2 separate regions of the Arachis hypogaea genome follow, and region 1 is linked to region 2. Evidence: chromatin contacts called from public Hi-C data. All regions are on one chromosome and are shown on one strand. The core of a region is the stretch at or near the end of the contact, and the rest is flanking DNA. Distances in the headings are between cores, read along the strand shown.

Region 1 (6,545 bases), core at 1,904-4,403, 49 kb after region 2:
GATTTTTGGGGAAGGAAAGCATATCGTCATTGAGAAAGCAAAAGAGAAATGGGAATTGAAAGAGGTAGCTACGAACCATAAAATTAAAATAATTGGATTGTGCAAAGTTACATCATTATTCGATCGGCGCACTAAAAAATCTTCTCTTTTATTTTGATTTGGGGCTGACTGCCCCATTAATTATTGATTTAATAATTTGTTTAGGGACGATAAAGAAAAAACGCACACAATTCATATTTATTAATATTTAGTAATTAATTAAAGAGCAATGAAATTCATGTTTCATGTAAATCTTGGTGGCTGGCTAATGCTGTAGATGATAGAGATGGCTAAATCTATTAATGGGTCAACTCTTCTTTTGACTTGCGTGTCTCATCATGTTGAGTAGTTAATTCAAAAACATGGGTTGAAATTATAACATTTTACTGTGGGTTAATTAACAACTTTAATAAGGGTTATCATGTTAAATTACCTAAAATAAATAAGAAAGTACAAGTTGCATTGGTTGGTTAAATTAATCTAATTATTATTTTTTTAATTCTTAAAAAATAGTTAATAAATTAAATACCAGAAAACAATAAAAAAAAAAGCAGTCAATAATTTGTCAATATATTTTTTTAAAAATTTTTAATATATACATATATATTATTTGCTAAATTATATTATTTGATCTCCTAATAGGACTGCTCAAGTTAACCTATCCCAACTTGCTAGATGAGTTTGCTAATAGTATATGAACCTGAATTATTATTGTTATTATACCAAAAAATAAAATAAAATATTTGGTTGAGTAAAAAAAAAGTAAATCATCTGTTCTGTGGCTTACCTAGAACCGGATGATTGGGCTCAAATGGAAGGCCTAAACGTGGAAGGAAGGTGGCCTCTGACTTATTTTACGTTTGGGAGTCGCCGTCCGAGTTGTATATGTGAAAGAATGGGGGTGGTACCTGCAAAGACACTCCGATGTCTAATGGGGTAAGCAGGTTTAGAGTATTGGAACTTAGTTTTACTTGAGTGTTTCAGTGTATTTATAGATGGTGAACCAATAACCACCGTTGGAGTAGTTCCACTTTTGATGGCGGATAACCGCCCTTTTATCTTAGGGTTGTTGAGATATCTTTTCTAGAAGTGGATGAGAGATTTTAGGAGGCAGTTACTTATTTGAATAAGTGTCATCTACCAGCTCATGTTGAATCCGACTTCTTTTGGGGAAGTCGGGTGATCAGTGAAGGCCAACCCTTTGGATTGGACCTTTTTAACTTGATTGGGTCTGGCTATTGCATTGGGACAGGGTAGGAACGGTGCCCCTACTCGAGTCTGATCTCTTATTTATGAGTTGGATTTGAGTATTAATTGAGCTCGGGGATGTTTAAGTCGGTATTTCCTTTCGAGTTGAAAAATCAACGTGATTTTGAATTTTCTCAACCGTCGCGTCTAATCAAACGTCGCGTCCGTTTGGGTTTTGCATTTACACGTAGGGGCGGTTACGTTGGTAACGGCGCGCCTTTTTAATGAGTAGGCCAATTTACGATTGTGTCCCTGAGATCTTATAAATGCTTTTCCTCTCTTTTTTTCTCTCCTTTTTTGTTTTCTTTTTGAGTGTACTTCCCTTTTTTCTTCGACTCAACGCTCTGCTTTCTGTTCTCTTGGTGCTTTGCTCGCCTTATTTTCCGCCGTCAGCTTTCTTCTCTCAAAAAAGATTGGTTTCTCACTGCCTTCTTCTTTCTTTTTACAGCGTTTCTTTTATTTCTGTTAAGTGAACTGAGGGGTTGGGAAGGAAGTTCTAGGCAAGCTTTATTATGCCTCTTATTGTAGTTTCTGCCGTCGTAATAGGTAGGAGACTTTAGAGACTTTGCGTATTTTCTCGAAAGGTTGTTTCTTTTATGATTTTATTGACAGTTCCCATTTTGCTAAAGAAAATTCTTCTCATGTGATTCTGTTTTGATGATTTTTTCTTTTCATTTACGTAATGTAGGTATATCATCCGTTATGTCTTGCCCTTCTGTTCAAAAAATGTCCTCGAGGGTCCCTGAGGATCTGCTAAGATGAGTAGATGCCTCTGTCCTTTGTGAGGTTCCTTTGGTAGATAGTGTTTTTGTTGATGAATTTCGAAAACACCACAGACTTTGTGATGCTGGGGAGGATGAGGTCAAATATGAATTAGTTGCCCCTGATTTAGAGGACAAAGTTTGTTTTGGTAGAATGGTTGATTCAGACCCCCCCCCCTTTTATTTTTATGTATGACTGCCTTTTCACTAGGCTGGGGTGACTTTTCCTTTCTCTAATTTTGAAACTGAGGTTCTTTCTTACTGCCAAGTTGCTCATTCTCAACTTCACCTTAACTCTTGGGGTTTCATAAAGATCTATCAACTTGTTAGCCACGAGCTTGATTTTCCGATTTCCTTGAAGATATTCTGTTTTCTTTTTCATCTTACCAAGCCTTTTAGTGCTTCGTCTAAAAACAAGCAACAATGGGTCTCTTTCCATGCCATTCAAGGCCAGAAAGTATTTTCAATGTTTGATGAATCCTTCCACGATTTCAAAAATTTCTTTTTCAAAGTTCGAGCTGTAGAGGGTCACCATCCTTTCTTTCTTACCAAAAATGATGAGCCTCGTTTCCCCTTATACTGGGTAGAGGCAGCCTCTGTCGAGAAGTACCATCTGGTAGATTTGGATGAGGTCGAAGAGACTGTAGTTGAGTTCTTTCGAGAAGTTTGGAGGCGGGCTCCAAATCTCGATACAAAAAAGTTCCTCCTCGGAACTCCGAGTTATGTACGTACCGAATTAGGCAGTTATTTACTTTTTGTTTCGTGGATGACTCTTTCTCTTTTTCAACTTATTTACTGACATTGCTTCTTGTCTTTTCTTTTTGAAGAAAAAATAAAAAGCGGGTCTAAAGCATACCAAAAGGTTCAGGAAGCGAAGAGAAACGCCCGGGCCCGAGTTGCTCAGTTGCAGGAAGACGGAACATCAGCTACTTCTTCTCCTCTGAAGCCAGATTCGGAGGCGACCTCCTCCGGCTTGGCCAAGTTGGCAGATTTTCCTACCCCCCCTCCTCCTCCTCCTCCTCCTCCTCCTCCTCCCTTTGTACTTATCCCTCCAGTTCTTCCCTCCTCGGAGCCCGTTTCAAAGAAGAGGAAAACCTTGGAGTCCGGTATTTCTAATATTGTTGATTCTGTTTTTAACGGAGTGAAGTTCTGTGAGAGGTATATCCTACCGCATTGCACTATTGCTATGGATGATGCCTCCCTTAGAAACCATCTCTAAATTTTAATCCGGGGAGGGATTCGTACTGCTAGAGTTTGTACTTCTTTGCTCAAGGAACTGGAAAATACTCCTCTGAACGCCACCCAGCATTCTTTAGAGGCTCTTGAGGGTCAACTAGCCATGTTCCGTGAGGATGAGAAGAGGTTAACAGAGGAGAGGGACCAGCTGAAAGAGGTGCTTTCCAAGTCTCGCGAGAGGGAGAAGCAGTTGACAGGCTCTCTGGCTATGGCTGAGGGTTTGAAAGAGAAGGTTGAGCAGAATTATGTGCGTTTATTTACTGAAAAAATAGAGCTTAGGGAGGAGCAGGATCGGCTTAGGGAGGGGTATCAAGACTTGGAAGAGTCTGTGGCTGAAGGCACCGACGTGGTGTTTGAGGTGTTAAAAGAGCAGGTTCGAGTTTTGGCTCCCGACTTGGACTTGTCACCTCTTCACCCTGATAAAATCATTGTTGATGGAAAAATTTTGTCTCACCCTCGTCCTCCCACCGATTCTGAGCTGAAAACGGCTGGGCAGCGTTTAGTGGAGTCCCCTCCTCATGAAGCTGATTATCTGAGGGGTTTCTGCCGAGTTCGTCTGCTCAACCTGGGTGCTTCAGTGTATTTATAGATGGTGAACCAATAACTACCGTTGGAGTAATTCCACTTCTGATAACGGATAACCGTCCATTTATCTTAGGGTTGTTGAGATATCTTTTCTAGAAGTGGATAAGAGATATTAGGAGGCAGCTACTTATTTGAATAAGTGTCATTTGCCAGCTCATGTTGAATCTGACTTCTTTTGAAGAAGTCAGGTGATCAGTGAAGGTTAACCCTTTGGATTGGGCCTTTAATTTGATTGGGCTTGGCTATTGTATTGGGTCAGGGTAAGAACACCATCCAAATTACCTCCGATCTTTTAAAACGCTGGCAAAAATACTTTTCACTTTTATTAACGATAAAAATATCTATAAAATATGTTAAAACACGATAAAAATATCTAACATTAAATATATATTATTAAAAATTGGATTTTGATTTTTTTTTAAAAATATTATTAGAAAAATAAGATAGTTGTATTCTTAAAATTTGATAATTTTATACTAAATAAATTTTCTTTATAATTTTTTATTAAAAGTCGTTTGAAATTTATAAAAATAATATTTTTTAATTATTTTTGCTGTATTTATAATATTTTGATTAAATTTTTATCATAATCAAAAGTGATAATTATTTTTGTCCACATTTTCAAAAATCGAGTACAAATTTAGTAGTTTACCAAAAAAAAAATTCATCACCCGTTATCCGAATGTTAAAAGTTTAATCTTTGCTTTAATTTGGATATGAAAGAACTTCAAAATATTTTGCCAGCCGTCTCTCACCCATACCAAAAAAAAGGTGCCTATAAAAGCCGCGTAAAAGTTAATACTTGGGTAAATGAAAATATTTGATAATAAAAAAAAATTAATAAAAAATAATTTAAATTTATTTTATTTAATATTTATTAATTATTACAATAATTAATAAATATTAAATAAGATAAATTCTAACATTTTTTTTTGTTTTTCTAATATTGTAGTATAAAAATCATGCTAAAAAAGCGGCGGTAAATTGTGTGTTACTACTAATAACAATGATCATTTATATCACATATATATAGTGAAGGCGGCATATTCAACCATTTTGTAAAAGGAGCCACACTCACCCCTTTCATGACCCTTCAGAACACCAAAGGAGCTAACCTAACTTTTTTGGTAACTAAGGTAATTAACTTTATTTTTTAATTTTTGAGTTGCAATTATTAATCTTGGTAAGAAATTAGAGTGATAAATTATTTAATATGGAAAAAAAAAATTTGAAGAGGAAGCAAGGAGAAATGTTGCCAAGCACTGTTATATAAGGTGGGTCTAAATTATTAGTACGACAAAATAAAGTATATAACAAAGCGCGTCCTTTAAATGTGATCTAAAACAATTTAAATTTGTGTTATTATTCTTATTTTTATTTAATCATTCTCTTTTCATTATACTAGTATATAATAGTTATATTTTTAAGGTGTGCGTATAACTATTTTTTTTCATTCTCTTTATTATCTGTACTAACAGTTGTTCAAAATTGTCACTATATTTGTTGATAATTGCTAGAGATATAATCATTAATATTGTATTTTTCTATCAGTTTAAATTATTAAGATAAGTAGTTTTATGATATGGTATCAGAATTCTATGTTCAAAAAGTTTAGAATTTAATTATTTGTGAATTCCAAAAGTAAAAAAATAATATAAGACAAATAAAGAAAAAAAAAGCCTATACCAAAATCAAACAATCTAAAAAGATTCTTATTTGAGAGAAAATGTTAGAAATATAACCATTAATATTGTCTTCTCCTATTAGCTTAAGCTTTTGGAATGAGTAATTTCATGATAATAACGTTCAAATTGACAATGGTTTTTTAATAACTGTTGTAAAAAATTTAACGAATATTAAAATTGTCATTAAAGAAAAAAAATTTGTCACAAAAATGCTATTTTGTTGTAAGTGAACATCCTTCTCTTTTTTATCTGTTATTTTAAGATACATTAGTAAAGATATAAAGTCTAATATAATGAGGGTTTTTTCTTTCTTTACAAAAAAATGTACATTTTATGCATGAAACAAATTTTAGCCTTGTGGAAATATCTTAAATAATCTTATATATAGTCCTAAATTCTTTTTCTCATAACATATAGTCCTAAGACGATTGAAAGAAGGATATATATATATATATATATATATATATATATATATATATATATATATATATATATATATATATATATATATATATATATATATATATATATTTCTCTCGATTCGAATTCTAAAAAAAATAGGAGAAATTTTCGATATTTTTTTCGATTTCGAATCCTCTTCACCGCTTCCTGCGACAGTAATTATAATTTAAAAAAGGGGAATATCATTCCGGTCGGTGACTCTGTCTGTCAATGTATTTGTTTTTGTTACTGACCAGGCTCTGAATGAAATAAAAATCCCGTTCGTTCACCCTCAGACTTGAGACTAAGCTTTCTGCCTTGCGAGTTGCGACATATATATATATATAGAAGATAGTATATATATGCATTATTAATGGAGATGGAATATTCCTGTTTTGCCTTTTTAACCCATGTAATTTGATAGAAAAAAACGATGTAATATTTCAAGTTTCATGCCACTTGTCTGACCATGAAGAGTTGATAGATATATATAAAGAGAGCAATGAGGAATTGCTCTTTCTTTAAAAGTTATTTTGTTCCATCATCATGA
Region 2 (6,299 bases), core at 3,401-5,900:
GGTATTTTTGATACATTTTAAAATATGACACTATTTTAAAATTGTTTTAAATTATACATTTTTTTTATTAAACAGGCACCTTACAATAAAAATAATAAATTAAAATTAAACTGGCGCCTTATAATATTGATTAATTAAAGTTTAAACTAAACCAAATCATAATATACAGAACTATTAAAATGAAGTATTACAGTTATTAGTTACCTTGCTTAAAAATAATTACATATCACATTAGTAAAAAAAAGGAATAAGATTAATAATCATAATATAATTAATTAATGAATAACACGTGCAAGCACACCATCGGTAATCACCTGAACCCTAAAACAAAATATCTCAGTTCCTAATTTTGAAGCTATAAAATAATTGAACGCCATAGTTAAACGCAATTAATGCTAATCATATGAAAGACGCTTAAGCTAAGCTAATGTTTAATTATTATTGTTATAAAGTGTAGATAGATATACTCTATGATGCATAGACACTGACACCGACACGGGACACGACACGACACGGAACACGCCGACACGCGAATTTTAAAATTTTATAAGACACGGGGACACATATATATACATATAAAATATAAAGTATTTTTTAGATAAATTATAATGGTATTTTGATATTTTATTGATACTAAAATATAAATTAATTTTTTAATTATTTTTAATATCTTATTTTAATTATATCAAGTATTTAAAATATTTTTTGTTTTAATAAATAATAATATATACTATATCTAAATTTATTTAAAAAATATATGTTAAGAATGAGATTGGACACTCTGACACGTGATGGTATTTAGGTGTGTCCAAACGTGTCTGGTGAAAATTTTTTTATTTTTTATTAAGATACAGGTTAGACACAACAGACACGCGTATCGAATAAATGTCGATGAGTATCGTGTCCAAAATGTGTCCGACACGCGAACACGACAACTTAGCAAAGTGGTCTGTGCTTCATAGGATATACTTAACAAAATCTTAAAATGTTATCCTTTCTTGTTATGCCCTAATTTTTTAAAATTACACCTACCACTTTGGAGTCCAACTATACCTACTAAAGATAGCATTGATCACAACTCACGAAATTAATATTATTATTATTATTATTTTAAAAAAATCTCACTTTATTGCTTTCTTAAATTTATCAATTCATACTAAAGCACACAACCTTTGTACTATCGAACAAATTAGCTTCAAATAGAATGGAATTTAATTTTAATTTATAATATTATAATAAGATCGGTAGATAGATATAATTATCATGAGATCATAAAGTGACACTTGGCTTAATCATAATTCACCAAGAGGACTTTGAATTCCACTGTTCACGCGTGGGCATCAAAAAGCTATTAGATAGATCGCATTAACACAATACGGTTCGATCTAAATACATATATTATATTATGTGAATCATACACCATTAATGGTAAGTATTAATGAACGGTGTAATTAATTAAGATGGTAAGTATTTTTATTTTTTTCATCAAATGTTTTCGGATTTAAATTCTATAAAAAAAAAAATTATCACTTTAAGAATTTTATAAGGGTAAATTATACTTTTTGTCCTCGGAGTTTAATAAAAATTTTAAAAATACCCCTAAATTTTATTTTGTTACAATTTTATCTTAAAAGTTTTCGATTTGCATCAAATATACCCTCAACGGCTAATTTTTCAAAAAATTTAAGACAGATTCAACAATAATTTCATAAGAACAACCTCAACACAAGCAAATTAAGTATAATTTTCATGCCTTATTGTTAGATTGGTCTTAAATTTTTTGAAAATTTAGCCGTCAAGAGTATATTTGATGCAAATCGAAAAATTTTAGGACAAAATTGAAATAAAATAAAATTTAGAGGTATTTTTAAAACTTTTACCAAACTTTAAAGATAAAAAATATACTTTACCCATTTTATAAATAGAATAAATTTATTGAACTTTAACTCGGTATATATATATATATATATATATATATATATTTGAATTAGAGAGCTAACTTTTTTTTGGTCAATATTAGTTAATTTTTGAAATGACTATTTTATTCATTTAAATTCTAATTTTTAAACTTTAAATTCTAAGTATAAATTTTAAATCCTGAAAAAAATAATTAATTTTATAATAAAAATTTATTTAATATTACTTAATTAAAAGTTGATTATTCCTTATATAAAGAAGATACTAATTTATAATGTATAAAGCAATATTAGTTAATTTTTGAAATAATTTTTATCTTAAATTCTAAATTTAAATCTTAAATTTTAAATTATTTAAAAAATAAAATTTTAAAAATTAATTAATTAATTAATATTACTTAATTAAAAGTTTGCTCCTTATATAAAAGAAATACTAATTTGTAATAAGGTATAAAGCAATAGTGCATGAAGATATCTTAGTTTTACACGTGGTTTGTTTTCTTGTGTGACAAGAAAATTTTGGTGACCTAATTAATAGATTTTGTTTTTTGATTAATAGTGGGAGTGATTTGGCAAGGGAAGTTGTACATTGAAGTACTACCAAATATACATTAAAATGATGAGGATCGGATTCCATGAATCACAAGCAACATATATTATAAGCAAAAGTGAAATCATTTACCATTATAAGAATCAAGAAGGGGAGATATTCAAGAAAAAGAAGGAATGGAAGTTCAGATTTAGTTCGATTTGTAGTATCATGATAGTATCACTACAACATATATATTTTTGGTGGAAACTCAGGTGCAGTCGACTTTACGTGAAGTTGATAGATGAGAGATAATTTAACTGATTTGACTAAATTTTCATCTAACGGCTCTCAGCTATCAACTTCACGTGAAGTCGACTGCACCTAAGTTTTCACTATATATTTTAACCCTAATAATAAAAAATAAAAAATATTATTAAAAGGTTATAAAAAAATTAATTATTAAAACACTTTAGTAACCTGGTGTTATTAGCACTTAGAAGTCTTTTACATCCACCTATCAATTTAAATTTTTTAAATCTCTTATACCTAAAGGTATAAAGTTCAATTTTTATTAATTTAAAAAAAAAATTGGCATAATGCCAATAAAAAGAATAAAATTTATGCAAAAAATCACACAAATCTAAAGAGATTACGTGAAGTGAATTTGTAATAATAATTATTATTTATTTATCTATTTTATATATGCCCTTATTAAAAATAATAGTTGCAATGACATGACATGTAGGACAACTTTTTTTATATAATAGAACTATTAGATATATAACTATTTATATATTTTTTTTATTAAATTACACAGTTGGTCTCTACACTTTAAAAGTTTGTAATTGGATTCTTAAAGAGAATTAAAATTTGTAATTTAGTCTCCATCATTCAAAAAGTGTTTGATTTAACAGAATATTCTCAGTATAGTCTCTATTTTAACAGAATATTCTCAGTATATTCTGAGAATATTCTGTTAAATCAACACTTTTTAACCGGCGGAGACTAAATTACAAATTTTAATTCTTTTTAGGGACTCAATTACAAACTTTTAAAGTGTAAGGATCAATTTGCAATTTTACTAAAAGTGTAGGGACCAACTGTGTAATTTAACTTTTTTTTATCAGTTAAAATTTTGGAAAGAAGTAATTTTGTGACAAAAATAACAATATTCATTTAAACTTATTATAAACATTTAATTTTTCATCAAAATTTGATTAAAGATTTGAGGATATAGGGTAAATTAAACAATAATAAAATCTGTTTAGAATTTAGGGTTTTTTTGTTATTATTATTTTCTAATAGTTTTTTGGAATTATATAACCTTTATAAATAAAAATAGTATTAAATGAAGATAATTTCTATGTAATGCAAAAAAAAAAAAAAATGAAAGTCTATGAATGTGACTTGTACTTTACCAATCATAGTATGAAAGAGATGAAAATCATAAGATCGATACCAAAAGATTAAAAGGTAAAATTCTTGAAAAATAACCAATTGAATACAAACACTCATCTAAGACAAAAACGTAACAATCCTAAATTCCATACCAATTGTAATTTGCTTTAAATGAAAACATTCTCTACAACTCAAAGAAGTGTGCACACACAAAATAACCCTTGGCTTTTAATTAATTTATTAACCAACAAACTAAGCATCTAAATTAGCAAGTAAATTATATAGAGAACATAAAAAATTTTGGGCACTCAACAAAAACATCTATTTGTAGTAGTAAGGTTATTATGGAATGAGTGCAAACAAATGTGTCACGTGATTAAGGAATATATATATATAAAGAATTTAATTTTGATACGGTATAAAATAATTTTATACATATATCTAATTATATAATATTATATCAATAAAAATAATTATCAAATTATATAAATAATTATCTAAAAAATCGAATATTATTATGTAACTGTAAAAAGTATTTTAAACCGTTAGTTAGTGCATTAAAATTAAACTCGATATATAAATGTGTTTGGGTAAGGGAAAGAAAAGAAAAGAAAAGAAAAGAAAGGAGAAGAAAGCATTTTGGGTACGTAACGCGTGGTTAAGTAAAAGAGTGTATATGTGTATGTGTGTGTGTAAGTGTTGTGTGTGGCCCAATACCATTAATTATTAATTTATTATTATTATTATTATTATTATTATTATTATTATTATTATTAGAACAACATTGCAACTACATTAAGTGTTGAGCTGGCAATTTTATTTGGTATTGCATGGTTTATTTTGTGTGGCCCTCAAAGCCTATATGCCTTCTAAAGCAACCATACATACATGATTCATTCATACTTTTAATAAAATCATAATGTCCATGCAAAATTGTACTAATTAATAATTATTTTTTTTTAAAAAAATAAATAATCTACTACATACACATACCCTTCCAAGCACCCTATATATAGGGGATTCTATTCTCTTTGAAATGAGTGTGACACAGAGAAATTTAATTTAGAGAGCAAAGTAGCTTCTTCTTCTTCCCCACTTCACACAAGGGAATTTTTGAATTGAGAGATTTTAATTAATTATTCCAAAACCAACATTCAACCATGCCACACAGTCCTTTAGTTTTCACCTTTGGAATTCTAGGTATGTTTAAATTCATCATTTTGCATTATTATTATTATTATGTGTATATTACTATATTCTCCTCTTATTCTTCTTCCTCTTCTTGTTCTTTCTAGTGAAATTATTATTTATTTTAATTTTTATATAATTTTTTTTCCTTATAGAAACATGAACTAATATAGTTTTTCTTGTTAATTATTATTGTAGGCAACATTGCTTCCTTTGTATGCTTTCTAGCACCACTGTAAGTATATCTATATATCTAGCTATGATCTTTCAATATAATAAATATTATTATTTATTTTTATTAATTAGTAAATCAAGTAGTGATGATGAACACATGCATGTGTTTTTTTTTTTTTTTTTCAGACCAACATTTTATAGAGTATGCAAGAAGAAATCAACAGAAGGATTCCAATCAATTCCATATGTGGCAGCACTCTTCAGTGCAATGCTTTGGATCTTCTATGCCTATGTCAAAACCGGAGAAACTCTTCTTATCACAATCAATGCATTTGGTTGTGTCATTGAGACTATTTACCTTGCCATTTTCATCACTTACTGCCCCAAGAAAGTTAGGGTTAGTAATTACATCTTCTAACTAATCAAAAATGTTTTTATAGGTGAAAACCTCAGGTACAGTTATTTTTATATAAATATGACAGTTAAAACATTACAACAGATGCAGATAATAACGACGGTTTTTTTTTTGTCGTTAATTTTTCGTCGCTAATACCTGTTTTTGTTGTAGTGAGAATCGTCAGATGATTTGATATGTTTGGCTAAATTATTATCTAACGATTCTTAGCTATAACTTCATATGAAAACAAATATACGTAAATTTTTTGCTTTTATTATAACTATATAACTAACATTATTGTTTGATATTGTAGATGTCCACATTGAGAATGATTCTATTATTGAACTTTGGAGGATTTTGCACAATTGTTCTATTAACACATATCCTAGCAAAAGGAGCAAACCGTCTCAAGCTTCTTGGATGGATTTGTGTTGTCTTTGCCACTAGTGTTTTTGCAGCACCTTTGAGCATCATTGTAAGTATATATATAAAAAGTAATATAGAATTTCTCATTGAATCTTACTTTATATATAATATATACTAATTAATTAATTTTTTGTTTCCAATTTCAGAGGACGGTTATCCGAACCAAAAGCGTGGAGTTCCTTCCTTTTCCTCTTTCTCTTCTTCTTTTTATTAGCGCAATCATGTGGCTATTGTACGGCATCTTCCTCAAAGACATTTACGTTACGGT

Evidence for each region. A called contact is a pair of places that touch in the nucleus more often than the background predicts.
Region 1: a contact with region 2 is called in a Hi-C map of leaf, with 2.5 times the contacts expected there. The contact joins the enhancer-like site here to the promoter of LOC112772695 in region 2. A contact is called at or near these places in 2 of 8 Hi-C or Micro-C datasets (both in leaf).

Annotation. Positions count from the first base shown.
Region 1 is chr18:134,159,743-134,166,287 of arahy.Tifrunner.gnm2.J5K5, forward strand. No RefSeq gene overlaps it. Among protein-coding and RNA genes, the nearest start is that of LOC112772012, 6.4 kb to the right of the region's middle. Within about 2 kb of position 3,154, at least 1 of the 3 cell types and tissues checked has open chromatin away from gene starts, as enhancers often do.
Region 2 is chr18:134,109,284-134,115,582 of arahy.Tifrunner.gnm2.J5K5, forward strand. It overlaps LOC112772695 (bidirectional sugar transporter SWEET12), which reads left to right and starts at 4,651. Exons shown (of 6, transcript XM_025817672.2): 1 at 4,651-5,046; 2 at 5,233-5,269; 3 at 5,395-5,605; 4 at 5,919-6,080; 5 at 6,178-6,297. The coding sequence starts at 5,007.